Regions from separate parts of the Mus musculus genome. Here regions 1, 2, 3, 5, 6 and 7 are each linked to region 4. A link is a contact called in public HiChIP or PLAC-seq and promoter capture Hi-C data. All regions are on one chromosome and are shown on one strand. The core of a region is the stretch at or near the end of the contact, and the rest is flanking DNA. Distances in the headings are between cores, read along the strand shown. Region 1 holds the start of Ccdc181 (coiled-coil domain containing 181). Region 2 overlaps Nme7 (NME/NM23 family member 7). Region 3 holds the start of Blzf1 (basic leucine zipper nuclear factor 1). Region 4 holds the start of Sft2d2 (SFT2 domain containing 2). Region 5 overlaps Nme7 (NME/NM23 family member 7). Region 6 holds the start of Pou2f1 (POU domain, class 2, transcription factor 1). Region 7 holds the start of Slc19a2 (solute carrier family 19 (thiamine transporter), member 2).

Evidence for each region. Promoter capture Hi-C pulls out the DNA fragments that hold promoters and counts their contacts. HiChIP or PLAC-seq counts read pairs in DNA pulled down with a chosen protein or histone mark. Capture Hi-C pulls out chosen DNA fragments and counts their contacts.
Region 1: an H3K27ac HiChIP or PLAC-seq map of microglia shows a contact between it and region 4, with 8 times the contacts expected there. The contact joins the promoter of Ccdc181 here to the promoter of Sft2d2 in region 4. A contact is called at or near these places in 13 of 39 promoter capture datasets (the 3T3-L1 cell line, the C10 cell line, the HPC-7 cell line and 8 more), 1 of 484 Hi-C or Micro-C datasets (bone marrow-derived macrophages), 15 of 115 datasets of contacts at active chromatin or transcription factors (the 230-238 cell line, the NIH/3T3 cell line, the SCID.adh cell line and 11 more) and 2 of 9 other capture datasets (adipose tissue and liver).
Region 2: a contact with region 4 is called in a promoter capture Hi-C map of stem cell-derived epiblast-like cells, with 5 times the contacts expected there. The contact joins the enhancer-like site here to the promoter of Sft2d2 in region 4. A contact is called at or near these places in 6 of 39 promoter capture datasets (cranial neural crest, embryonic stem cells, frontonasal cranial neural crest and 3 more), 3 of 484 Hi-C or Micro-C datasets (B cells, bone marrow-derived macrophages and embryonic stem cells), 8 of 115 datasets of contacts at active chromatin or transcription factors (astrocytes, embryonic midbrain, embryonic stem cells and 3 more) and 1 of 9 other capture datasets (embryonic stem cells).
Region 3: a contact with region 4 is called in a promoter capture Hi-C map of liver. The contact joins the promoter of Blzf1 here to the promoter of Sft2d2 in region 4. A contact is called at or near these places in 19 of 39 promoter capture datasets (the 3T3-L1 cell line, 3T3-L1-derived adipocytes, the C10 cell line and 14 more), 8 of 484 Hi-C or Micro-C datasets (CD4 T cells, CD8 T cells, Sertoli cells and 5 more), 26 of 115 datasets of contacts at active chromatin or transcription factors (the 230-238 cell line, the NIH/3T3 cell line, the SCID.adh cell line and 20 more) and 5 of 9 other capture datasets (adipose tissue, embryonic stem cells, liver and 2 more).
Region 5: a promoter capture Hi-C map of liver shows a contact between it and region 4, with 2.3 times the contacts expected there. The contact joins the enhancer-like site here to the promoter of Sft2d2 in region 4. A contact is called at or near these places in 3 of 39 promoter capture datasets (cranial neural crest, liver and pre-B cells) and 5 of 115 datasets of contacts at active chromatin or transcription factors (the 230-238 cell line, kidney, large pre-B cells and 2 more).
Region 6: a FOXA1 HiChIP or PLAC-seq map of pancreatic cancer cells shows a contact between it and region 4. The contact joins the promoter of Pou2f1 here to the promoter of Sft2d2 in region 4. A contact is called at or near these places in 1 of 39 promoter capture datasets (erythroid cells), 3 of 484 Hi-C or Micro-C datasets (embryonic stem cells, erythroblasts and rod photoreceptor) and 1 of 115 datasets of contacts at active chromatin or transcription factors (pancreatic cancer cells).
Region 7: a contact with region 4 is called in a promoter capture Hi-C map of pre-B cells, with 6 times the contacts expected there. The contact joins the promoter of Slc19a2 here to the promoter of Sft2d2 in region 4. A contact is called at or near these places in 17 of 39 promoter capture datasets (the 3T3-L1 cell line, 3T3-L1-derived adipocytes, the C10 cell line and 12 more), 8 of 484 Hi-C or Micro-C datasets (CD4 T cells, CD8 T cells, LSK cells and 4 more), 9 of 115 datasets of contacts at active chromatin or transcription factors (the 230-238 cell line, bone marrow-derived macrophages, embryonic stem cells and 5 more) and 1 of 9 other capture datasets (liver).

What each region holds. Positions count from the first base shown.
Region 1 is chr1:164,274,030-164,277,779 of GRCm38.p6, reverse strand. It overlaps Ccdc181 (coiled-coil domain containing 181), which reads right to left and starts at 2,182. Exons shown (of 6, transcript NM_029115.3): 1 at 2,019-2,182.
Region 2 is chr1:164,375,519-164,379,125 of GRCm38.p6, reverse strand. All of the region lies in intron 9 of Nme7 (NME/NM23 family member 7), which reads right to left. Among named protein-coding and RNA genes, the nearest start is that of Gm39690, 41 kb to the left of the region's middle. Within about 2 kb of position 1,820, at least 18 of the 459 cell types and tissues checked have an H3K27ac peak or open chromatin away from gene starts, as enhancers often do. A contact at or near this core is called in embryonic stem cells and stem cell-derived epiblast-like cells, where this site is marked.
Region 3 is chr1:164,305,368-164,308,975 of GRCm38.p6, reverse strand. It overlaps Blzf1 (basic leucine zipper nuclear factor 1), which reads left to right and starts at 1,492. Exons shown (of 7, transcript NM_001160209.1): 1 at 1,492-1,829; 2 at 2,460-2,537. The coding sequence starts at 2,498. Nme7 (NME/NM23 family member 7) reads right to left here and starts at 1,304. Exons shown (of 14, transcript NM_138314.4): 1 at 1,222-1,304; 2 at 726-916.
Region 4 is chr1:165,192,282-165,195,892 of GRCm38.p6, reverse strand. Sft2d2 (SFT2 domain containing 2) reads left to right here and starts at 1,460. Exons shown (of 8, transcript NM_145512.4): 1 at 1,460-1,653. The coding sequence starts at 1,591.
Region 5 is chr1:164,424,409-164,427,817 of GRCm38.p6, reverse strand. The region is part of intron 13 of Nme7 (NME/NM23 family member 7); the gene reads right to left. Among named protein-coding and RNA genes, the nearest start is that of Gm39690, 7.5 kb to the right of the region's middle. Within about 2 kb of position 1,432, at least 25 of the 459 cell types and tissues checked have an H3K27ac peak or open chromatin away from gene starts, as enhancers often do. A contact at or near this core is called in liver and pro-B cells, where this site is marked.
Region 6 is chr1:166,001,295-166,004,578 of GRCm38.p6, reverse strand. It overlaps Pou2f1 (POU domain, class 2, transcription factor 1), which reads left to right and starts at 1,945. Exons shown (of 16, transcript NM_198932.3): 1 at 1,945-2,017. The coding sequence starts at 1,957.
Region 7 is chr1:164,247,464-164,250,778 of GRCm38.p6, reverse strand. Slc19a2 (solute carrier family 19 (thiamine transporter), member 2) reads right to left here and starts at 1,733. Exons shown (of 6, transcript NM_054087.3): 1 at 1,323-1,733. The coding sequence starts at 1,526.

The sequences.
Region 1 (3,750 bases), core at 933-3,432, 920 kb after region 4:
AAAATATTCATTGCATTCTTTCCAGATATTCTTTTTTTAAAAGATTTATTTATTTATTTATTTATTTATTTATTTATTTATTTATTATATGTAAGTACACTATGGCTGTCTTCAGAAACTCCAGAAGAGGGCATCAAATCTCATTACGGATGGTTGTGAGCCACCATGTGGTTGTGGGATTTGAACTCAAGACCTTCAGAAGAGCAGTCAGTGCTCTTAACCTCTGAGCCATCTCTCCAGCCCCTCCAGATATTTTTTAAGCTAAAAATATAAAACAGGCCTTCTTGACAAACGCAAATGTAAGGCTTCAATAACTTCTCAATTAGAAGTTATTTTGAGGTGACTTGGATAAACCAACATCTACCTTCAAGACATACTAGATTCCTTACACTCTCTGCCTACCCACCAGTGAAAATGATTACACTATGAATGACACAGAATAAAATCAAATTTGCCTTAAGACAAAAGGCATGTAAAAACCACACTGGTTTTCACACTCATTATTCCATGGTATCATTAGCTCTCTTTTCACAGAAGGGATGCTGAAATTACGATGTTTAACTTGCTGCTAGAAGAAAACTTTTCTAGAACTAACTCCTCCATGTCTTCTCAGAGTCTTATATCAAACATAATTCTGAGCTCATAAATAATAAGTTTGAAATAGTTCATACTTCTGAGCTCCTAAAATATCAATTACATGAAAGCTAAAATGCTAAATTCAAAACCAGAACCAATAACAAATAAAAATATATCATATATATTTAAGACCTAATAAAATCACACAAATATAAGTTTTAAAAGGGCACAGGCAAAATAAATGAAAAATAAATGAAGTTGGATCAAATCTGAAGTGTAATTGAATTTCTACAGCTCCAAAAAGAAACATCTCCACTGCTTCTAGCGTAAACAAGCAACATAAACATGAACTCCTGTTGCCAAGCCCCGTAAGCCTTTCAAATGAGTCACAGGATATTCAACCCTTTGGCTTCCTAACCATCACCACCAGGGCATTGCTCACATGATACACATGTCAACACACTAGAATAAAATGGTATCTTCCATGAACCGCATTTCTTAGCATTTCCTATTTTATTACTATGATTTTTTTTTACACATATAAAATGTAAAGTTTATCATCAATTTAAAAAAAAAATCTCTGTAAGTGCTTTTGGCCAGATCAATAGTAAACTGCAGTGGCAGAAATTAGTTCCTTCCACTTAAGTGTGTGAAAAATTCTCAGTGTCTGAAGACCTTGCAATGTGGCTCCGAACCTCAGGCATAGATGCACATTATATTTGGTAACTTTCTCACAAGATTAAAAATATTTAAAAATACTTTAACCCAATACTTCTATTTCACCCCTACATATATAACCTTTTAAACAATATTTGTTGAAACACCTAGAACCAAAAGAATAAACAGTAAAGAGAAAACCTTTCCATATAAAAAAAAAGCATTTAGCAAAAACAAAACAAAAACAAGAACAAAAACAAACAAAAAACACCTTATTTTAAAAAGCAGTTAAGCAAACTTCTACAGCACTATGAAACTATCTGGTCCATCCTTCCTGCTGCATCCCCATAAGTCTGTGGTGTTATGAAATACTTTTTAAATTACCATCTGTTACAAGCTCTGACAGGAATATTTAACAAAATTAGGTAAAATTTTGGATTCGTGCTGAACATCTGAAGCACCAACGGAATGAATATAGCATTCTATGTGTGGAAGCTAACATTTCAGGAGTGATTTCTTCCACGCAAGCTACCTTTCATAGTCTTAAACTCTGAGAAGGGAAATGATAGGACAAAAACTCTAAGCGTCTAAGCCGTCCTCTGAGGGGCTCTCCTGGTGCATGGTGAAGTGACGCTGTGCGGGGCTGGGGAGATCCTGGGGCTTCTCCCTGGAAGAGGGCTCGCTTCAGCCGCCTCCCTGCCACCTCGCCCCGACGTTTATCCTCTCCCTGCTCCTGCCACCTGTCTGCCTGTCCTTCCCTCCTCTCCCGCTAAGTCCCCTCCTGCCTGTGGAAGATGCAGCGGCTGGGGTCACAGAGATGGCCGCAGGAGCTCTCTTCTCCTTTTCTAAGCTCTGACAACGAGGCAACGGTGACACCCCGGGGCCTGCTCCTGAAGCACCCAGCACCCGGGTGCCATGGCAACAGCGCGCCTCTGAGGCCTTCTTCCGGACTTCCCACTACTGAGGCGGGGTAGGATCGCGCGCAGGCGCAGAACGGATCCCCGCGAACACCTGCGCCTTACATCCGGCCAGCGTTTCCAAGACCCGGAAGACTCGCATCCCCTTTGGTTTTCTGCCTTGAATGTGGATTTTGTATACCTGTAGTCAGATTTTTAATTTGTTTCCAAAACTTAACAATAAAAGTGCATTTCTGTGTTCATTTTCCTCAAGTAAATATTAAAAGATAACAGTTCCTCAAGTAAATATTAAAAGATAACAGTTGCTAGTTGTTAATTGCTGTTTCGACCCTCAGCTTAAAGAAATTATAGCCAAAATTGTATTTACAGAAAGGAGTTATGAAAGAAAATAGAACTTTAGTTCCAGCAATCAAACTCATCAAGAGAGGCAACTACAGTTTTCCCATAACTTCCCTTAATACCTTGGGGGATAATAGGAAAATAAGAGAACATTCAGATTGTGGTGATAGATAATAGGCCAGCCATGAAGGAGCTCACAGAGTGTAAATAGAAGGGCAATATAACATAGGTACAAATTCATCTAAAAAAAAAGGTGGATCGAGGAGAGATTCATATATAAGCTAATATATATTAATATATTAACCTCTCCTTGATTATATATATATATATATCTTTATATATGTAAAGAGTTTACTCCAGAGCTTACTTTTGAAAAATAGTATAAATTATGGGAGACGGGCTGGGCATTACACATGGAGATGATAGCTTGTGGGAAGACAGGCATCAACTTGTTTTGTTGACTCAAAATATACCAGATAGGGTGAAGCATACATCAAAACCTTATGCCTCACTGCCTGTTAGCAATTACATGCATAACTTGGAAGCCAACAATGTGATCTGGGGATAAACATTGTCATGTCTCATTTCCATGCAAAAATATTCATGGCAGTCATTCCTAGGAAACTGTGAGTTCCCTTTCAAGGAGAGACTGGGTTTAGACATTTACAAGCCTCCAGCCATATAAATGTTTGATAGATAGTTCTTGAGTTCCCCAGGCTAATAGGTCTTTAAAAGGAACTAACTGTAATATTTACAAGCTTGGTGAGGAAGGATAATGAAGGTTTCTGAAGGAAGTGGGGTTTTGGTCATCAGAGATGAGAGAGGAAAATACCTCGAAAACAGGACATTTTAGAAAGTTCACGATCAAATCATAGAATAACGAGATGTATCATGAGTGTTCAAGACTTACCCGCAGGGGAGGAAGGAATGAGAGAGGGGTTATGTCACACTTTATGCAGGCACATCATTTAATGCCTCTTCTCTCCAGTGAGCTGAGTGTACATAGGCTAACCATGACTGACCAAGGGAAGAAAACGAAGGACATGTAAGAACTGGTGGAAACACCTCACAGAAATACCTGGAGCTGGGCTCTCCTCATTTCCTAAGCATGTCTCAATCCATTCAAGTCGATGTTACCCATCAAACATGTCAAATAAGTTAAATTATATTGCATATTAGAAATATTTCATACCTACATATATTTATAATAAAAAATGGACCTAATTTAAAAACAAAACAAAACAAACATCCTTTTTGTGAA
Region 2 (3,607 bases), core at 571-3,070, 820 kb after region 4:
TTTAAAGCATTTAAGGCAGTATTTGCCTTTACAGCCCCATGAATCTACCGCGGTAAATTACATGAAAATCAAACAACTTTAAAATAACATCACCAAATGAAGTAACAAGATGCTGGATTTCAGAGGAAAACATAAAATGATAGAAAAGGTAGGCAGAGACTTCAAGGGGGAATTAAAATATATATCACTCTTAAATCCTGAAGAAAAATGACAGGCTAAAGAGAAATGTATGAGCAATTCAGAAAAGAAGAAGACCACCAAGAAGGAAGAGAGATGACACCCCAGTTGAAGGTCTGTGGAGCTAGTTTGATTCTTTCCCCACTGTGATAGACACTGTGGTGGTTTGGATAAGAATGGCCTTCAGAGGCAAGTAAATGTGAATGTTTGGTTCTTTGTTGGTGGACTGTTTAGGAAGAATTAAGAGGTGTGTGGCCTTGTAGAAGGAGGTGTGTAGCCTTGTAGGAGGAGGTGTGTCATTTAGCACAGACTCTGAGGGTTCAAAAGCCCACACTAGGTCCAGTCTCTCTCTGCCCCTGGCTTGAGGATCAGAGGTAAGCTTTCAGCTACTACTCACTACAGTACCATGTCTGCCTGTCTGTCACCACCTTTCCTCAATAATGGAAATGGACTAACCCTTTGAAACTGTCATCAACTCCCTAACTAAATGCTTTCGTTCTTAAGTTGCTTTAGTCATGGTGTCTCTTCACAGCAATTTATCAATAACTAAGACATACACCACAACCAAAAGAAGCTTGGGGCAAAAAGGGTTTACCTCAGCTTACAACCTCCATCATGAAGGGAAGTCAAGGTACAAAACTCAAGGCAGGGGCCTGAAGCAGGAAGTAAAACAGACCATGGAGGAAGCCTGATCATTGGCTTGCTTTCCATGGCTTGTTTAGCTTTCTTCCTTCCTACTGTCCTCCCTTCCTTCCTTCCTTCCTTCCTTCCTTCCTTCCTTCCTTCTCTCCCTTCTCCTCTTCTTCTTCTCTTGGCTTTTTGAGACAGGCTATGTAGCTTTCGTTGGCTTAGAACTTGCTATGAAGACCAGATTGGCCTCAGCTCATAGAGATCTGCCTGCCTCTGCTTCCCTTCCTCAGTGCTGAGATTAAATAAAGGTCCCTGCCACTATTCCCTGGGTCACCTGCTTTCTAACACAACCCAGGATCACCTGCCCAGAGGTGGCACTGCCCACAGTGAGCTGGGCCCTCTTACATCAACCAACAATCAAGAACTTGCCACACAGACTTGTCTATAGGCTGAGAGTATGGAGGCAGGTCCTCAACTTCGAGTCCCTCTTCCCAGATAGCTCACCATTTGCATCAAGTTGACAAAAACTAACCAGCATAGTCCCGGATATCAATATGAGGAGTTCGGGAACAAATTCCTTCACAAATGGGTGTTTTTTTTTTTTTGTTTTTTTTTGTTTTTTTTTTTTTTAAAGGGGAAGGTTCTATTGACTCTTAAGAGTATGGCAATAATTTTGAGATAGTTTTGTTTAATATAAAAATTTTATAATATCAACATTTCTTATTGATTAACTTTGTTACTTGACAATTTATGCCTTATATGATGTGTTCTGGTTACTCTCTCCTGCCTACCCTCTCTTTTCTCCCTCCCATCCCTATCACCACTGCCACTCCCACCAGTCCCTTGCCCAGAATCACAACTCTGGTTTTGAGTTGTGGCCCCATTCAACCAGGGCCATCTGTGTGACCTTTAGATTAGAACAGACTCTGCGAGCCTGGGAGGGTAGAGACACAGCTGAAAACAATGATTACCTACCCACCTGACACTCTGACTCTACCACTGGGGGGAGGGTCCCCGAGCTTCCGCTCTATCCTCTCTGCTGAGGGGCCCATTCTTATGCAGACTCAGAAGAGACATCCTTAGCTGCTCTGTGTTGTGGCTGCAATCACTCTAAGTTACCTAGAAGATAATTTGGATTTTTCAAGTAAACTACAACCCTATCTCCCTCTTTCTGTCTCTTACATGTTGTGGATAGCCATGGGGCTAATTATATTTGATGTTAAATCCATTCTCCTGTGAGGGGCTGCGAACAAGGAATGAGTCAGCACTCAGGTGATTTCCTGTAAACCTGCTTCCCACCTTAATTTGTAAAATAAAGTAGAGCTCATGATTGGGCAGATAAAAAGGGAAGGTGGAACGAAGGTGAGGAGAGAAGGAAAAAATGGAAGAGGGAGAGGGTGCAGAGGAGGAAGAAGAAAAGCAGAGCAGAAGCACATGGCCTGGAGAAACCGCAAGTTCTAAGGGGTCTCATAAGCTGAGGAAGACGGTAGAGTAGCGGGAGATCTGCCCAATCTAGACGCACAGCATGGATTCATATTAATTGAGTCATGTTTTCATTGCTGGGGCTTATTTGGGGATGGAGATTTACCACAATACTTACACACACTTGCACACACACACACACACACACACACACACACACACACACACACACACACACACAATATTCTAAACCGTCAGGATAAGTACTTAGAAAGTCCAGTTACCAAGCAAAAATGATGCCTTAGTGTGCATTTTTACTTACTATCGGAATTACAATCCAATAGTGCTATTTTAATTGACATGGGATGGAGGTTGAAAGCAAACCAGAGGTGAACTTATTTCTCAAAGTACACACAAGTAAAGGCCTGATGATGTCAACCACAGAGTGAGAATGTGAGTTTCTCTGAAGTTTGCAGATTTAAAGAAAAAAAGGCAGTGCTCATTGCAGTTTTCAAACTGTTTGCCATTATGGACCCTTTAATTCTTAGAAATTTTTAAGATTCTAAAGAACTGTTATTTACATAGATTCTATCTAACAGAATTTATTATAAATTAAAACAGAAATTTAAAAATAGTTATTAATTTAAATATAACAAATGCTTTGTCTGTTAACAGAAAGTAATATTTTTGAGGAAAAGTGAGTATTTACTAGTGATAAGAGACACTGCTTTATATATTTTTAAAGTCTCTTGAACGTCAAAGTTAACGGAGGGCAGCTTATATACACTTTAGCTTTCAATCTATGATATTTTGGCTAAGCACATTTAGTTGGACAAAGGTGGCGTACTTTAATAGCAATGCAAGACGAAGGTCCATATCCTTTACACGACAAGTGGGAGTTTCTTAAAAAGTCACTGCAGAGTATAATTCGGCAAGTCTTTGATTTTTGCCACAATATTAAACGCACTGGTCTACCATATTCTTTGTCCATGCACGGTTTGTACCACGCAGTGATCATCCGGGAGGCATCGGTTTGCTGCATCATGGAGGTCTTTCAAATGCTAACACATTTTGTTCTGCCGCAGCTCACAAACTGAAGACACTCCCAGTATCAGCACATTATATGTTTGGGAAGCTAAATAGCTCAAGGAGGTGGAGGCTGTTCTCTGAGATTTCAGTTTTCGTTTACAGTCTTCACCTGGGTTTTACCTGTAGCAATAGCTATTGCTAGCTGTTCTCTGTAACAGGATTTCCATACTTAACCTTGGGGTCTGGAGAGGTGGCTCTGTGGCTAAGAGCACTGGCTGCCATTCCTGAGGACCCAGGCTCAGTTCCTAGCACCTACGTGGCGGTTCTTCCTGAGGACCCAGGCTCAGCT
Region 3 (3,608 bases), core at 243-2,742, 890 kb after region 4:
TTTCTGAGTTCGAGGCCAGCCTGGTCTACAAAGTGAGTTCCAGGACAGCCAGGGCTATACAGAGAAATCCTGTCTCGAAAAACAAAACAAAACAAAACAAAATCAGCATACACCACACACACACACACACACACACACCAGATCAAATGCTAACTAACTTCATGCCACAAATGGTTACAATAGATGGGAGCAAGAGAAATCAAGAGCAAAACAGATGAACGGTCACTTCCACACTTCCTTCGTTAAAGTAGAAATACGAGGCTACAGAATAGGTAAAATCATTGATTATTTGGAATCCAATACTGAATACATTGCCTCTTAGATTCTGTCAAGTGCCTAGAAAGGAGAAAAGAGGGAGGAAAGAGATTGGGTCTGTGAAGTAAAGGTTTGAAAAGGTCTCTTTGGTACCAAAGGACCAGATTGGTTAACAAAAAGGACTGCTGAACGTCAGTCAATGAGAAAGCCTCATTGTGCAGATGCCTCTTGCTAAGTCACAGCTACACCCACCTGAAGGCAACATTTTGCTCTGTCCCGTCCACCACGCACAAGTGCAGAGATGACTAAAGATGAGTTAACTAGAACTCTGTGCACTAGAGCAATGGGTACATTAAAACCATCTAAAGGCTTATTAAAACGCAAAGTATCAAGCCCCATTCCTATTCAGTCATAATTTATGGTGGTGTTGGTGAATGCTAGAACTCTCCAAGTAATCCTGAAAAACATACCTGCTAAAACACAGTGATCTGGAAAGTATGAAATGAACTAGACGCTGAGCCAGCAGACAGCTATTACTAAGCGGTCCTGGTAGGAGATGCAAGGTAGAACTCCACCGCTTGGGAGAACTGACTCCAGCACTCAGGGAGATTCAGATCCAAGTTAGTGTTGAGACAGCACCACGTCGATAAGGGTCTGCAAGCTTGAAAAACGAAAAAGATAAACAATGCAAGCTTATAAACGGTTTATTCGAAATAATTCTCATCGGGTTTTCTTAGATTCCATATCACCCCCATTTACTTTCTGTTACATTGCTCTAGCTTGAGGTCTTAGTGGCGCTAAAATGGAAATTAGGGTGCTGCAAGAAAAGGGGTGCGCAGAGGCAGAAGGAACTGCTCCTAGCGAGGTAAGAGGTGATGAAAGGCGGGGTGCCCAATCGCCCAAAGACTTGGATGTTCCGTAACCAGGGTCTCGGAGCCTTTCATAGGGCCTCCCTATAACACTTACCATAGTTTGTAGATCTCAGCACAGGAAATAGATTCCTGTACACAGGAAGACTACACCACCACCAATGATCCGGTTACTCTGGCAACGCAAGCCCCGCCTTCCTCCAGCCACTGCTTCGAAGACGCCGCCTCGAAGCTGCTTCGTCTCCATTGGCTGGGAGTAATTAGGCCCCGCCCATTCACTCAAAGATCCACCCTTTGCCTCATCGCCTGGGGCAACGCGACGCCACCTTCTCCGTTCCAACGCGTTCACTTCCGTCTGGCTGGTAGTGACCCGGAAGTTTAAGCGTCCATACCGCTTGCATTATCTATTGGTACTTTTTTTTTAAGTAGATATCTTCCAGTTTTCGCTTTCCGAGCCGATACATAGTAGACCCTGTCTCTCTTCATTTTACACACAGCACGAAGTGTCAGTTGGTCCTTGTCCTTCAGAAGAGCATTCCGGAAATGAAACCCTGTGTAATAGGAAGTGATTAGAGTGAGCGAGGCGCTGCGTGTCAGGGAGGCTTGGGCGGGTTGGCTTCCGAGTGCCAGGGGAGTTTACAAGTCAGCCGGCTGCTGAGCGAGTGAAGAGCCTGAGCGGTGGACATTGAAGTAAGGATATCACAGGTAAGTCCTGGAGCCGGCCCGTGTGCCGGACGCGGTGGGAAGAGGATGGTCTGGGCTGGAGTTCGGCAGCCATTGGTTTGGGATTTAAAGGTTGTTCTGGGAAGAGGCTCCTCCTGACAGGGACAAACTTGGGCTCATACTCCTGGGGAATGAGGCTGACAGGCTTAATTTTTCCACCTCCTCTCCTTTTAAACTCGGCACCCATGCCTCCCCACACCTTCACCCGGTGTTTCTTAGACAAGGACACTTGCTCATCGGCATCGCATGGTCCCAGCGAAGTTTCTGACTTTAAAGTCTCTGTTTGCCATTGGATAGAGTTTCAGGATGCATTCCCAGGGCAAGGATTTGTGATGTTCAGGAAGTTAGACCGGGTACTGAATCGTATACATCTAGGAACAGTCAGCTTTTAGGACGTGTGGTCACCTATTCTACAGTCTAGACTCCAGAGACCACTTAAACCTATGCCTGGGTTTTCATTATTTAACAGGTATACATTACAGCCCGTCAAAAGGAAATAATGAAGAACGTGGGTACTAAAGACAGAAACAATTAAAAAATAACTTTTAAAGTAGATGCATTCTCTGAATATATTGTTATTGCTTTAATTCTTTCGTATGTATACATCTCTAGGTCTTCGGTGAAAGTCTTGGATTGTATTCTCATTAGTTATGGAAAAAATGACTACCCTTAAAAGTTCGGAAAACAAAGGTAAGTGTTTTTGTTTTGATAATAATTGATTTGGTTTTTTGTTTGATTGGTTGCTTTTTTGGTTTGGGGGGGAGGGTTGTGTTTTGGGTTTATTTTGGAGTAGGAGGGCGTTATTTGAGACAGGGTTTCTCTGGGTTGCCTTGGCTGCCCTAGAACTCATTGGCCTTGAACTCAGAGAGCTCCCCCTTGATTATCTAGTAAGGCAGGTAATACAACTGTTCGTTTTATTTTTACTACACTGTAACTATTGTTAGTGAAAACAGATGTTTGTGCTACATGGATCAATGAAAACTATACCTATATTTGATGTCACTTGTCTGCATCCTTTAACTGTCTCGGGAGAGCAATGTGATTGTCAGTATAACAACAGAACTTTCTCTCAAGCATGTGAATAGCACTGCCATCATAGGAGGGGTGGACCATTACCTATAGGGCTCATCGCAAACCTAAAATAAACAATTTAACTAAATATTAAAATTGTAGACTTGTACATTAAAAATACAGTGATGACAGTTAATTTAGCAAACAGATAGTAAGGTCTGGGGCATTTAAATAATAAGGATCAGGTGGAAATGATTCTATGAACAAATGAATTTGGAAATGCTGGGTTGGATTGGTTATACAGGCATTTCTTAGCACTGTTAGGAAACCAGTGTATACTGTGAAACACCAGAAGCTGTGCTTCATGCATAAGTGTGCACACGCATTTGATCAAGCAACTGTTTATCCAGAGCCTAGAGAACAGAGGTTCTCAATATGTGGGCCATGACCCCCACGTATCAGATATTTGCATTACATATATACAAAACAGTAGCATAATTATAGTTCTGAAGTAGCAACGAAGTGTGCTGTTGGGGTCACCACCACACGGGGTGCTGTATTAAAGGATCTCAGCGTTCGGAAGGTTGGGGACCACTGGACTGGAGGAGAGGGCTGGGGATCACCTTTATAAAGGTTAATATGATTGTCGGTAGCATACTTTTCTAATGGAATAGCTAAACTTTACTAGGTGATAATGGTGACATTGAAAACACTAAAGCTGGGCCTTGTGGCACAGGCTTGTGATTCCAG
Region 4 (3,611 bases), core at 211-2,710:
CTTTGTGTGCTCTGTTATGAACACTACTGATCTGAGTGTCTCTTAACCACTGAGTCATCTCTCCAACCCGAGAGTTCTACATCTTGATCTAAAGACAGCAGGAGACTATGTACCACAGTAGGCAGAGCTTGAGCATAGGAGCCGTCAAAGCATAGGAGACCTTCCCCCACAGTGACACACTTCCTCTAACAAGGCCACAACTACTCCAACAAGACCACACCTCCTAGTAGTACCATTCCCTATGGGCCAAGTGTTTACACATGAGCCTGTGGGGGCCAGTTCTATCACCTCACCACAGGTGGCTGGAAAAGCCATCAGGCTAGGAGAGAACAAGGACAGCTTCTACTAAATGCTATTTAAATTCCCCTCTGCTCCAGACCTGTCTATACAGTCATGCTTGCTTTCCACAGTCACGTTTGGAAGCCATTGTGCTCACTCTACAGAGGAAATCAGCTGGGGACCAGAAAGGCTAAGGAGCTTCTAGCTCAAGGCCTCCTAAGTGGCAAATGACAGAGCTAGAGTGGATCTTTCAGGACACAGCCTTTGCACTGTGCTCTGATGTTTGACGTCTTACAGAGAGGTGTAAGGACTCACTGGAAAATGTGGCAGGTAAGAGGAGTCCCTGCAGAGGCAGCAGCAGCTGGTCTTATGTTTTTATGTTTTTATACAAGTGAAGAAGGACGCTGGAGACCTCACATGAAAATATGTGGGAGGTAAAGTGACCTAGGGGGTGTTTCTGAAGTTCCTCTGTGGTCTCCTTTCCCTTTTTTGGGAAGCAGGGACAGTGGTGGAAACTGAACCCAAAGCCTTGCATATGCTAGGCAAGCATTCTCTCACTGAGCTACACCTTGGTCTCAGTGCCTTTTCTGAACTAGTTTAATCTTAACATAGGTGTTCCAGATATCTCTGGCCACCAGTGTGCAAGGTGAGCAAATTTCTGTCCTGTCTGGAAGAGCCCATGACTTCATATGGATTCTGCTTCATAGCCTCAGTAGTGCTGCAGACTGATTGAAGTAAAGCATTTACCAAACACGAAAATATTGATTCTTCTCACCACTTGCCATCTGTTCAGGTGTTGCCCAAGTCATATCTCCCGAGCCATTTCCCCTAGGGATGACGTAGGAATTGCTGCTTTTAAGAATACACAGGGTTGTACTGCTCCAGCCTGTTGCACACTGATTTGTTCTACTTAACGTGGGAAATATATATTTTTATAGATCTGCGGTGTACAACCACCAGCGGATTAACTTCAGCATCCATGGGTAAGTTTGCGAAAGGCCTGCGTTGTTCCAGGCCCTGGCACATGGTGGTGCTGGGCGCTGGAACGAATCCGTGAAGCCCGGGCGCGCAGCCAGCTTCCGGGTTAGGTATCGCCTGGCCGACTTCACCCCGACTCTCTCGGCCCCGCCCCGGGTGACCCCAAGGAGCTCGTTCAGGGGGCGTGGCTGGCGCGGGGCATGCCGGGCGGGCAGGTGGGCAGGTGCCTGGGCGGGGCGCGCCGTGGTTGGCAGCGGGCGGAGGGGCGGCGGCTGCGCACCCCGAAGAGTGGTAGGCGGAGCGAACGCCAAAGGCGGCGGTCGGGACCCTGACATGGACAAGCTGAAGAAAGTTCTGAGCGGCCAGGACACCGAGGACCGCAGCGGTCTGTCCGAGGTGCGTGCACCGGGGGAGTTGGCATTTCTTGGACAGCTGCCCTGCTGTCCTCCGGCCCGCCGCGCCGAGCTCTGCCGGGACACAGCCACAGGTGGCAGCGCGAGCTTTGTGGAAGGCGTGGCTCCCGAACCCTCTCCAACCTTCCCTCCGAAGGGCTTGAGGCTCTGAAGCAAGACCTCAGAAATCTGTGGAGTGGGAGTGTGGATCCCGGGGCCTCCTGGAATCCGGGCCCCGAGCCCCATCCCAGCCGGACCGGCCAGGGAGAGAGAGCCCTTTGGAGTTGGGCGAGGCCGGCGGCCTTCGTGGAAGGATCCACCGCCGGATCGCGGACTAGTTTAGGTTGTGGGGTGTGAGAGCCAGACCTTATGCGTTCTGCTTTGTAATTGTAAAACTCCGTGAACGCCTGATAACAGGGACTTACCAGGTCTCCGAATCTCCAGGGCTACTTTCTAAACTATAGATTCTCACCACGCTCGGAGACTGCCAGTGTGTTTGTTTTGTTAGTAGGGCTTTGATGGCTCTGAAACTTGACCACAAAAGTCCTGTGCTCCAGAGCCACTCAGAATGTCATATTTTGGGTGCTTTGGAAGTTTGTTTACATTTCCTTTCTTGATTGAAGACAGAATTACGTTTTACTTGATGTATCCTTAGCCCCGGTTTCCCCTTCTGAGAAAGAAGGGTGTTGAACGAGATGCAATAGCCCCTTTTCCTTGGAAATTGGAGTTCCTCTTTAGTGTTTACTTGACTTTCTTGTGGTTTCCCCAACATTCTGCGCTCACTTCTGTGGTTGATTTTGTTCTGAGTTTTGTCTTTGCAAAAAAACAAAACAAAACACAACTGCATCTCAAAGAGAATAAATTATTTTGAAGCCAAATACGAGTGACCATGGCCCCAGGACAGATTCAGGTTTCTGCAAACTCAGTGTTCCAACATGATAACAGTTTGATAAGTTCTTAGAGTAACAGAACAAATTAACAAATTAAGGTACTTTTCAGAAGCATTAGTGGAAGCGGTAAGCAGGCAGTTAGGGCAGTGTGGAGGAATCTCAGCTGTGGCTCCCAGAGGCTGCCTGATAGCATTCGAAAACCTTGTTAAGATAATAAATTCCAAGGTGTTTTTCCCTAGCAGTTTCCGGGAGGTTAGTCACTGTTACATCAGACACAGGTGGGCAAGAAAGAACTGCTTCCTGGGGACTAAAGATAACCCAAGGGCAGTTGCAATTAGGCTCAGTAGCTGCAACTTTCCAATCTCTGCATGATCGTTAAAATTCAAATTAGTGATTTTCATGTTTTAATTTTTTCATTTTTAAAAAAAATTTCTGGCTTCTTGTGAACTTTCATATGAGAAGCTCCCTCCCCCCCACAAAAAGCCCCAAGATTTAGTTGACCGTCGCTGTCATGTAAAGATAAGCTCTGTAGAAGGAACAGGCTGTTGTACAAAGTTGGGGTCTTAAAGGAGACTGGCGGAGGGTACGGTGTTGACAGTGAGGTGGTGGTCATCTTCGGGAGTGAATAGTGTAGCGCCATTTGAAAACAAACTGCCTAGTTGTCCCCCCACCCCTTCCTAAATGGAAGGGCTTTGATCTCCACTTACACTTAGGCATATGTTACATCTATTTTAAAAAGACTGTGGCTTCACTCTTGTTTGAAAATATTCTCAGCGGGGCAGTGGTGGTGCATGCCTTTAATCCCAGCACTCTCGGATTTCTGAGTTCGGGGCCAGCCTGGTCTACAAAGTGAGTTCCAGGACAGCCAGGCTACGCAGAGAAACCCTGTCTCGAAAAACCAAAAAAAAAAAAAAAAAAAAAAAAAAAAAAAGAAAGGAAATATTCTGTTTCCTCTTTCTTAGTGCGATTCCTGTTGTGCATCATTGTGTGGCATTTCCAGGGCTTGAACCCCAGGAAATAGTCTGTAGCCAATAGGGTTCCTCTTGGGGATGTTTTGGCTTGGTAATCACCT
Region 5 (3,409 bases), core at 183-2,682, 770 kb after region 4:
GTATTTTCCAGTGCATGCAGCCTGCCTGGGGATGGCAGTGGGACACCTGGGGACTGAGGGGCACACACTGAAGGACCTCAGGGCTGTGTCAGACAGCATCTTTGACCATGGTGCCCTTCCCTATCCCCTTCCTCACAATTGTTAACGCACATGATACACACACACACACTGATGGTTCTCATACAACTAGGCTTTGATTCTGTCATAACATAACAGTAAATTTAAAGAAAAAAATTGAGATATGGGTTCTCTGGTTAGTCCAAGTTAACAGTTGATTGAATAGTCTGAACTGGGCAAAAACTGGAATCACAGAAATAAAGAAATGCAGGAATCCTGACTTTTGTACAGCCCTGTCATTTAGATCAACCTCTCCTTTCTATGCCCTTTCCGTCCCTTAAAGTCGAGTATCAGAAAGCACTGAAGGGTAACATTTTTACTGCACTGAGATCAAGACCAGAGTTAAGGAAACTCAGAGGAAAAGGAAAACTATGGTAATTATAAAAACCTGTATCGACTTCAAGTTTATGCCACAATTCCTTCCACTCATTTACAACACTCTATGGTATACTACTGTATTCAGTTCTATGTTGAACACTAAGAACACAATTAACAACATAAGCAAGGATCCGATTCTCACAGATGCTATATCACAGTAAGAAAACAAAACTAAACAGCAACAATAATTTTTTTGAAACTACCTAATATGTGCTATTAATGCTCTCACAAATATGTTGAAAGCTTGTTTTTTTAGTATATATGGACTAGGAAAATATAATAATAAAAGTAATTAAGGGAGACTCTGGAGAAACTAGAAATTCACAGTCTTTTGAAAAATTAGGAGAAGTACCAAAGCAAATGAGCACTGGAAAGTGTGCCTATGGAGCAGCATGACCTCAGAAGGAGAACAAGCCTGTGTGGTCAGGAGGGACAAACAGCAAATAAGACACCATCGCAACGGTAATGCAGAAAACACACAGGACAGGAACGAGCCTGGGGTCAGTGGCACAGTGGCCTGACTGTAATGTACAGGAGTTCTGACTTCATCACAACTAAATGGAAACATTTTAGGGATGAGTGCTCTGGTTGTGGCGGGACAGCAGAAACTGATCAAGCTGTCCTGAGAGGCAGGCTCGCACCGAGTCCCCGTTTCCTAGATCAGTGCGTACCCCATTGTCAACACAATGTCAGTAGACTAATAAGCCAAGGGCGCTGTAAGCTTCTAATTATCTCCTGCCATCTTCCCAGGTCTCACAAACAAAACGAAGGACCACAAAACTTCTCCTATACAGAGGCAGGAAACATAGTTGGCAGAGTCTCTAGTCCTCTTAGTTCTGACAGTGTGGCTAGAAAACAGCTGCAGACCTACCCACAGGAACCACTGCCTTACAGAGCGTGCACATGCACAGCCAGGCAGTGGGCCACACGTGCTGACGGCCTGAAGCTTGCCTGCCCCTTATCTAAGTCAGGTTATGTTGACTTAGCACAGATTTGCTAGCTGTTGACAACACACAAATTTCCCAGTCACTGAATAGAAAAATCAGAATACTGAGGAGGCGATACTTCGTCACAATGTTCACTTACCCTTACATTTACTAACAAAACTCAAAAATTATTACTAAATAATAACCCCCAGGAGCCAATTCTAGAGTAACAATTATTGATAGTTCTTAGTGAAGTCAAATGTATATTCTTATCAAATGTGTATCGGGTACTTAACAAATACTAAGGAGCCGGTTGTGGTGGTGCACGCCTTTAATCCCAGCACTTGGGAGGCAGAGGCAGGTGGATTTCTGAGTTCAAGGCCAGCTTGGTCTACAAAGTGAGTTCCAGGATAGCCAGGGCTACACAGAGAAACCCTGTCTCGAAAAACCGAAAAACAAACAAACAAACAAACAAACACTAAGGATGATGCTAGTTGAACCAAAAGGGATAAAGAATGTCAAAGGTTTCTTACTTTTAAAAAGTTTCCCATCATTTTAAAATTACATATGTTTACTGTGTGGGTCTGCGTGTGTCATGCACTCCTGTGGAGGTCAAGGGACCGTTTGGAAGAATCAGGAGAGTCACTATGTGAGTCTGAGTGCCATGGAACGCCATCGTCAGGTTCAGTGGCAAGGCCTTTACCATACCTCTGAGCCACTGTTCTGCCCCCTCGCCTTTATTTTGCTCATTTTATCTCATTTATTTATGTGTCATTATAAGAAAATTGTCCGAATAGGAAAGGATTTTGAACCCACTTTGACGTCAACCAGTGGACAGTCTCATCAATTCCAGCTCAGAGAGAGCAGGGACAGGGAATATGGCACTAGTGGACCTAATTCTTTACTCTGCTCCTCATTTGATGGTCGAGCCCTAAACACTGATCTGAGGGGACAGCCTTACTCTACCCTCATAGACTTCATCTACTGTATTTGTACAAGTTCTTTTCAATGATGTCATTGAACTACTATCATCCTAAAAATCTCCTTGGTCTTTATGAAGTGACTCAAGCTGATTTGCTCATTTGTACATGCTTGGCTCAGGGAGTGGCACTATCAGAAGGCGTGGCCATGTTGGGGTAGGTGTGGCCTTGTTGGAGTAGGTATATCCCTGTGGGTGTGGACTTTAAGACCCTCATTCTAGCTGCCTGTGAGCAAGTATTCTGTTAGCAGCCTTCAGATGAGGATGCAAAACTCTCAAGCTCATCTTGTACCAGGCCTGCCCGGATGCTTCCATGTTTCTGCCTTGATGATAATGGACTGAACCTCTGAACCTGTAAGCCAGCCCCAACTCAATGTTGTCCTTTATAAGACTTGCCTTGGTCATGGTGTCTGTTCACAGCCGTAAAACCCTAAGACACTCATGTAGTTCTATAATGATAAATCACTCCGTGTTTAGTATGTAGCTAATGGCATCTTTCTCTTCCCTCTGCATTTTGTTTTTCCAAATGGAATTGTTCACGACAGCTACTGTCTGAGGATGACCTTTATGAGTTACATCCTTCCTATGGCCTGGAGAGCACCTTTCTACCGAATTTGGGTTACTCTGGAATTCTCTTTAGCAGGAGAGTATAATGGACGGCTACCGTTCCCACGCTTGGTGTAAGCCGTAAGAAGACCCAGCAGCCTCTGATCTTGGCAGCCCTAGAAACAGCGACGTAAGGGCTGAGGCTTCTTGCTGGAGAGAGGCCCACATAAAGACGCTCTGAGCTTACACAGAGAGAACAGAATCTCCTCTAAGCTACGCTTCCCCTCTGCCTCTGCCCAAACCCATGTGAAGGAGCCATCTAGAACATTCTATCCTAGCCGAGCACCTAGGTGACTGCAGCCCCAGTAAGCATCACATAGGCAAAAAGTCACAGACTGGAACACTGGCTGTTCGCATCTTGTAAAATCATTTTAAGGATTTACTTGTGGGCATGTATGTAATA
Region 6 (3,284 bases), core at 696-3,195, 810 kb before region 4:
TCCACCAGGTTCAGTGACTTGAACGAAGGTCATATTCATTTAATTTTTGAACCAAAGAGCAAACTAAGACTAAATAGGAAGAAAATAGGTTAGTGGTGATGACTTCAAATTTGTACCTGCCAGGAATAGTGTTGTTTACTTCACTTTAAATTATATTCCAAGATTTCCCTTATAGTAATATAATTTTGTCATATTTCCAGATATTAATTGTAACATGGTTCAAATTTGCATTTCCTTTACTGTGCTGGTTTGTGTATTTTGAAATAATTATAGGGTGGACCAATTATTTGGTTTAAGCAGTCATGTGCACACCCTAAGGCTTAATTACTTCGAATAAATCAATCTCACCTCAAATCACTAGCTGTAACAGACAGACAGTTTTAGGTGTACTTGTGCAGAGTAAAGAATTCAACAAGCAACCTCGGGCTCACAATGAAAACTTTAACCGCTAAAATAATTGCTTCCAGGTAGGGATCTGTTTATTTAGGGTGTTTAGGGCTGTGTGTGTGTGTGAGTGTGTGTGTGTGCAGAACCTGCAGTTTTACCCAGTTGAAACTTAGGAATACCCCTCTCAAGGACAGCCTAGGACCTATTTATTCTTACCACACAATATTTTTGTTTTTATCCTTAGAAATTTTTTTAGGAAAATCTTGGGACTTGTCAAGAATTAGTAAAATAGATTTGGGTCTTCATCCAGGCCTTTTTTTTTTTTTTTTTTTTTTTTTTTTTTTGCAATAAAGGAGCAATCTGGGCAATATTTTGGCTAATTACTTAGGAAGATGGTCACAAGAGGAATATCACCACCCCCACCCCCCGCCCCCCGCGATCGTATTTACTGAACGACAGAGCAAAGAGAATTCGTAACCGTTGGCGCTATTGCCAACTTGCATGGTTTTAATCAGGTCAGTTTACAATTAGCCTTTAAAAGGTGCTCCAGAAGAAAAAAAAAAAAAAAGAAAAAAGAATCCCTACGCAGATGGGGTCTGTTTGTTTCGCACGGGTGGGCGCGTGCAAGGGCGTCCGGGCGACTCGGACGGCCGCTCCCACAGAGGCTGGGCCGGGCACGCGCGACAAGTGGAGGCGACTCTTTGCCTGGCTAATTAGAGCCGCCAGGACACGCCCCCAGGAGTCCGCCCGCCGGCCCCGCCCCGAATCTGCGGCGTGGGCTGAGGCGCGGGGCGGGGATTAGCTCGGATTCAAATTTAAAGCGGGACGTCCGCGCGTGGCCCAGCAGGTGCCTCGTGCCCGTTGCCCGCCGAGGGCGTTTCCGCCCCCACCTGCACACAGGGCCGGAAATTACCTCGGCGGGGAGCGGTCCCCTCCATTGTCGCAGTCAACTGCGAGGGAGTCCTGAAAAAGTGCGCGGCCGTGGAGCGCTCGCTAGTCCCTCACGCGTGTCCTCGCGGCGAGACGCCGGGCATGTTGCCCTTTTACAGTACCGCCGTGGAAACCCCGAACTTATCCGGGAGGGGACTAACACGGAAGACGGGAAGCCCATCCCGAGACGTAAACAAGCACTTGACATACTACACTTTGGGGTGAAGCCGCGCTCCCGGGGGGAGGGAGGGGGCGAAGAGACGCGCATGCGCTTCCTACCTCTCCGGCGCGTGGAGAAAACTGCGCGTGCGCACAGCGGCGCGGACGGGAGGGGGAAAGAAAAAAAAACAAAACAAGGAAGAGATGATTGGCAGGTTAGGGGGCACTTTAGAAGCCTGAGGGGGCGGGGTCCCTGCAGCCTGGACGCGCGTGCGCACCGCGCGCGCAGGGGGGTGGAGCTCTTCCAAGGGGGCCGGCGGAGAGCAGCGCCGGCCTCGGGCGCCCCCTGGCGCGCGCCTCGGGAGAGGAAGGAACGGGAGGGTGCGGAGAGGAGGGAGGCGGCGAGCAGGGCGGGAGGGGGAGGGGAGCGGGAGCGAGGGAGGGTTTATCGACCGGGCGATTTTGGTTAAAATATTCAAAATGGCGGACGGAGGAGCAGCGAGTCAAGATGAGAGTTCAGCCGCGGCGGCAGCAGCAGCAGGTAATCATTACAGCATTTTACATATTCATATTCATACTCGAGCCGGGCTCCCGCTGCCCCCCCCGCGACTTAGCATAATTTATTAGTACTCAGGATTATTATAATTAACGGCGAGGAGATGGGGGGCCGGGGAACACAGCCCCCTCTGGGCGCCGAGCGGAGGGGGAAAAGGAGCTCGGAGCGGCCGGGCGGAGGGGGAAGAAGACCCGGGGCAAAGGGGGCTGTGAGCCACCGCGCTCCTCCTGCCCCCGGCCCACCCCGCGGCTGCCGCGCCGGCCCGCCCGCCGGCACCGGCCCTCCTCCTCCGCCGGCCGCCGCCGCCTCCTCGCACGGTGCCCGAATCTAAGCGGGTCCACGGCAGGCGGCGGGGCCGGGGCACCGGGAGAGGACAATAAAGACATTTTACATATTCATAGCTGCTGGGCTGGCGGGGCGCGGCGGGGTGCGGGCGGGAGACCTGGACGGGCGGTGGGGGGGCGTGGAGGGGCCAGAGGTGGCGGCGAGCACAATGCCGGTGGGCGGCGGGGCCCGAGCGGACCCCGGTGGCCGGACACCCGCGCGGCGCCCCCCCAGGATTGGGAGCCGGCGCGGGCTCGGGCTGGGGAACGCTGCTCGCTGCGGGACGCACCGGGGAGTGGTGCCCTGCCCCCGGCCGTGCGGGGGGTCCGCGTGGGGCCGAGCCCGGGGGTCACGGCCCGGGGCCCCTCAGCCGCGCCCTGCTCGTGCCCGGGGCAGCGGCCTGACCCCAGCCAGTCCGTGTCTCTGGTTAGGGGCAGCGTGGCGTGGGCCCTGTGAGCTGGCCTTCGGGTTGTGAGCTCGCTCTGGGGTCCCCCGGACCCTTTGGAGGCTGGGCTAGGTGGGAGGAACCCTCGGGGAAGTTCCCCTCCGTGGAAATGGCTTCGGTTGTCCGTGTGTCCCGGGCCCTCACCCAGAGGTCCGCGCTGCTGTGGGTCGCGCGGGACAGTTGGGTTGGAGGTGCTCGCGGGGTCTGGTAGCTCCTCCGCGCACATCCCCCCCCCCCCACGCGCTGGTAGCCTTGGGGACCCTCTCGCTCTGAGGCCTCGGAGCTCTCGGAGGTCACCCGAGAACTGGACCGTAAAGGATTGCCCTCCTGCCCTCAAAGGGCTGGCCTGACAAGTTGATCATATTCTAGATTTCTCCTGTACTGCGGGGAGCGGGGGTGGTGGCTAGACACGGAGATCCCCCTCCCTGACTGTGTGTGGTAGTGCTTTCTAGCTGCGTGCTGGGTCTTCTCTACTTGCTTCTC
Region 7 (3,315 bases), core at 484-2,983, 950 kb after region 4:
TACTGTTGGCTTTAACCAGCACCAAAATACACATGGATAATGAATAACTGTGACATGATCCATAAGACTAGGGAGCAGGGTGTAACATTACGGCAGAAGTCAGCTGTACTTGCTAAATGTCAGTGGATCCGGGATTCCACACTGACTCTCAATTCTTTCCCAGGTGACCTTGAATAAAGGCACAACAAACTGGACTCTGAGTAATTATATCCTGCCAGTCTGAAATGGGTCTGGTAGTGTCACCTCTTGCTCTGACCTGGCATGCCAAGTTATTGAGTTAGTTGCTCCTCAGAAGTGATGACTGACAGGAAATGACAGGGAGGCTTAAATGGGAGTCATATTCTACAGCCACCTGGGCAGGGAAGCAGCGCGGTAAGGAAGGAAACCGGGTATAGGAAGAAGGTGGCAATTATTCAGCATCCACTCATCTGACAGTAGGGAAAAGACATCGGACCTGAGCTTTCACTCTTTTGGATACTCAAGGAAAGGGTCCTGGAGCAGCAATCTCCATCTACAAGCTCCTCTGACAAAACCAAGTGCCGGGATAATGAGCTTTAATCACAGGAGTTAGGCACATTTCTGAAGTATACTATGCACTTCTGTGGTGCTGTGCGTACAAGTTTGTATCTTGAATAAATGTCTGCGCAGGAGTTCTTGGTCATGGCCCATGTGCATCACAGCCCTCAAAAACACCTGTACGGAGGATAAAACCTGTAGGTGAAGCAACACTTCACCATCCGAGAAAAGCTAAGTACCAATTATATGACACCGTCTGTTTTCATCCCAGAGACGGACTTCAGAGGGTGCAGTAAATCTTTGGACACAGTCTTACCTAATCAAGCACCCATATTCGGATGGCGTACTACTGTCCTGTATTGTCCTTCTGTAATAGCGCGTATCTATCTTGTCAGGGGTAAACAAAGTCAAGGAGGGGAAGGAAAGGGGGACCCTCTCACAAAAACAAAGCCAAATAACATCCATCCATATATACATACAAACACTCATATGTACATATTCTACTGAAAGTCGAGTTTACTGTTTTCTTTATCCACGCACTGTCCCCGGTCCCCAGCAGCTCCCACAGGACTTGTCCGGGCAGAACCGGGTTATCCACATACGGCCTGAAACACACATGCACGTGGGCTGCGGCCCATCTTGCTTAGTCTCGCACGGAACGTGCTAGAAACGCAAAGAGTAAGGCCACTTTTCCAAGCGAGCAGAAATCCGAACAGATATCTGCGTAGCCCGCTCCGGGACTCCGCCGCCAGACCCTCCACAAACATCTGACATGCTCGGCCTCCCCGCCTGCCGCTCCTGCCTACCTGTCTCTCGGTCAAGTTCTTGTCGGGTCCCAGAAGGTAGGGCGTGAGGAACGGCTCCGACGGCCGGAGGTTTGCGAAGAAGCCGTAGGCGCAGAGCAGCGCGGTCGGCAGGAACCAGCACTCGCGAGGGACGCGGGCAGTACGCAGAAGCATCCTGGCCGCCGCCGCCGCCGCTCGTCTGGACACCCTGGCTGGCACGTCCATCCTGGGCGCGAGGGGCTGGACGCCGACACGGCCCCCTCCTCCTTCTCGGCCAACGGGAGGGCGCCCGAGCCGCGAGCCCGCGCGGGCACCTGTAAGCGTGCGCGACGCCGCCTCGCGCCAGGGTCAAGGTGCTTGGAGTCCCCACCGCCCGCCGGCGGCCACAGCTCGCTAGCCGAACGCCCTTTCCCTAAGTCCGCCTCCGGGTCTGGCCCGCCACCCCGCCTGGCCCCGCCCCCACGCCCCGCCCCGACCGCAGAACGCCCTTTCCCTAGGTCCGCCTCCCGGTCTGGCCCGCCTCCGCCTGGCCACGCCCCACGCCACGCCCACCCACAGCAGACGATCACTAGCCACGCCCCCGGGAACCTCCTCCTCGCCAATGCCTCCCGGCCGGAGCCAACCTCCCTGCTTCCCTATTGGCCAGTGGCTCAAAAGACAGAAAGGCCGCTTGGGGCTGCGCGCCCGGGCTCTGACGTGAGGGGTTCTGGGACATCGGACTTTTAGGGGCCATGTCTGGACTCTGTGGCGAGGACCCTACACACCCTCCCTGGTCGGATCGGTCACCAGGCATTTTCCGATCACACGTCCGGAAGGCTCCCTAGAGCGGGATCCCCGGATGTGTGCTTCATCGCAGCGAGTCTGCTCAGTCTTATCTGCCAACCTACTGATGTTGGTCCTCTGCCCGGGACACATGATGACACAGGCTTGCAAACCTTTAACCTTGAGGCGGGAGAATGCAATCCCTGGGCTCCAAGAGCTTTTTGTTGTTGTTGCTGGGTTTGATTTAGTTTGCTTTTTTTTTTTTTAACATTGTCTTTAAATGTGGTAGAAAGACACAAGCTGGACCTGAGAACTGAGATTTGGGGCCTTTTACTATAGACAGAAAGAAAACGAGGATGACCGAGTTAATCAGCAAGAGGCTTTTGCTTTATTTCGTCACTTTTTGTTGGCAGGATACAAAGAACAATTAACTAATATATCCTATGGAAAGGAAATCGCCCTAAAAACCTAGGCCCTAAAATGGGCTCAAGGTTTCAGGAAGTGTGCCGCTCACGAAATACCCACAGGGTTCAAAAGTAAAAGCAGCTAACCCCCACCCTACACTGGGAGGTTTCTGTCTTCTCGGTCCATCCAGACAGGCTAATCACCCCGTCTTTCTCCAAGGGAGCCTGCACTCCCCCTTTCCTACTCTTGGCTACAAAATCTGGCTCAGACCATGCGCTGCTGGCTCTCCAGCACCTCTGGTCACAGCGACTCCCAGTCTTGAGATTCACCTCTCAGACTGCTGTTGTTAGTGAGGGCGATCTGAATTTTCATTCTTTCATTTCTGCCTGGGTCACTGCGTCTCCAAGGAGAAGGACCAACTAGACACCTGAGGGCTGGCAGGCAGGACTGAAAGGGCTCACTGTGCGAACCTCCTGGGTTCCCATTGAGCGATCCTTCACTAAAACACTTCACTAAAACAGAAAAACGAGGCAATAAGAGGGCAGGTTGTTGTCAGAAGTTTTTCAAGGGCAAACCGTGGCAGGAATCCCCAGCGCTTTCTTTCATCGCCCTCTGCATGACTTTTTGCTGGACTCACAGACTGACTCTGTCCCAATATCAGCAGAATCGAGCTGCACGAGTGAATACACAAAATGTGTGCGTGGAGCAATTTGCCAAAATGCAAGGTGTGGTGTTGACATCTTTCAGAGTCTTTTGAAGGGCTGGCTAGGAAGACTTTATTCCTTTTAGCCTCCAGAGGCTATATAACCTGTGATGATATCAGTTTGTAAGCTAAAAGAGAGTGTGC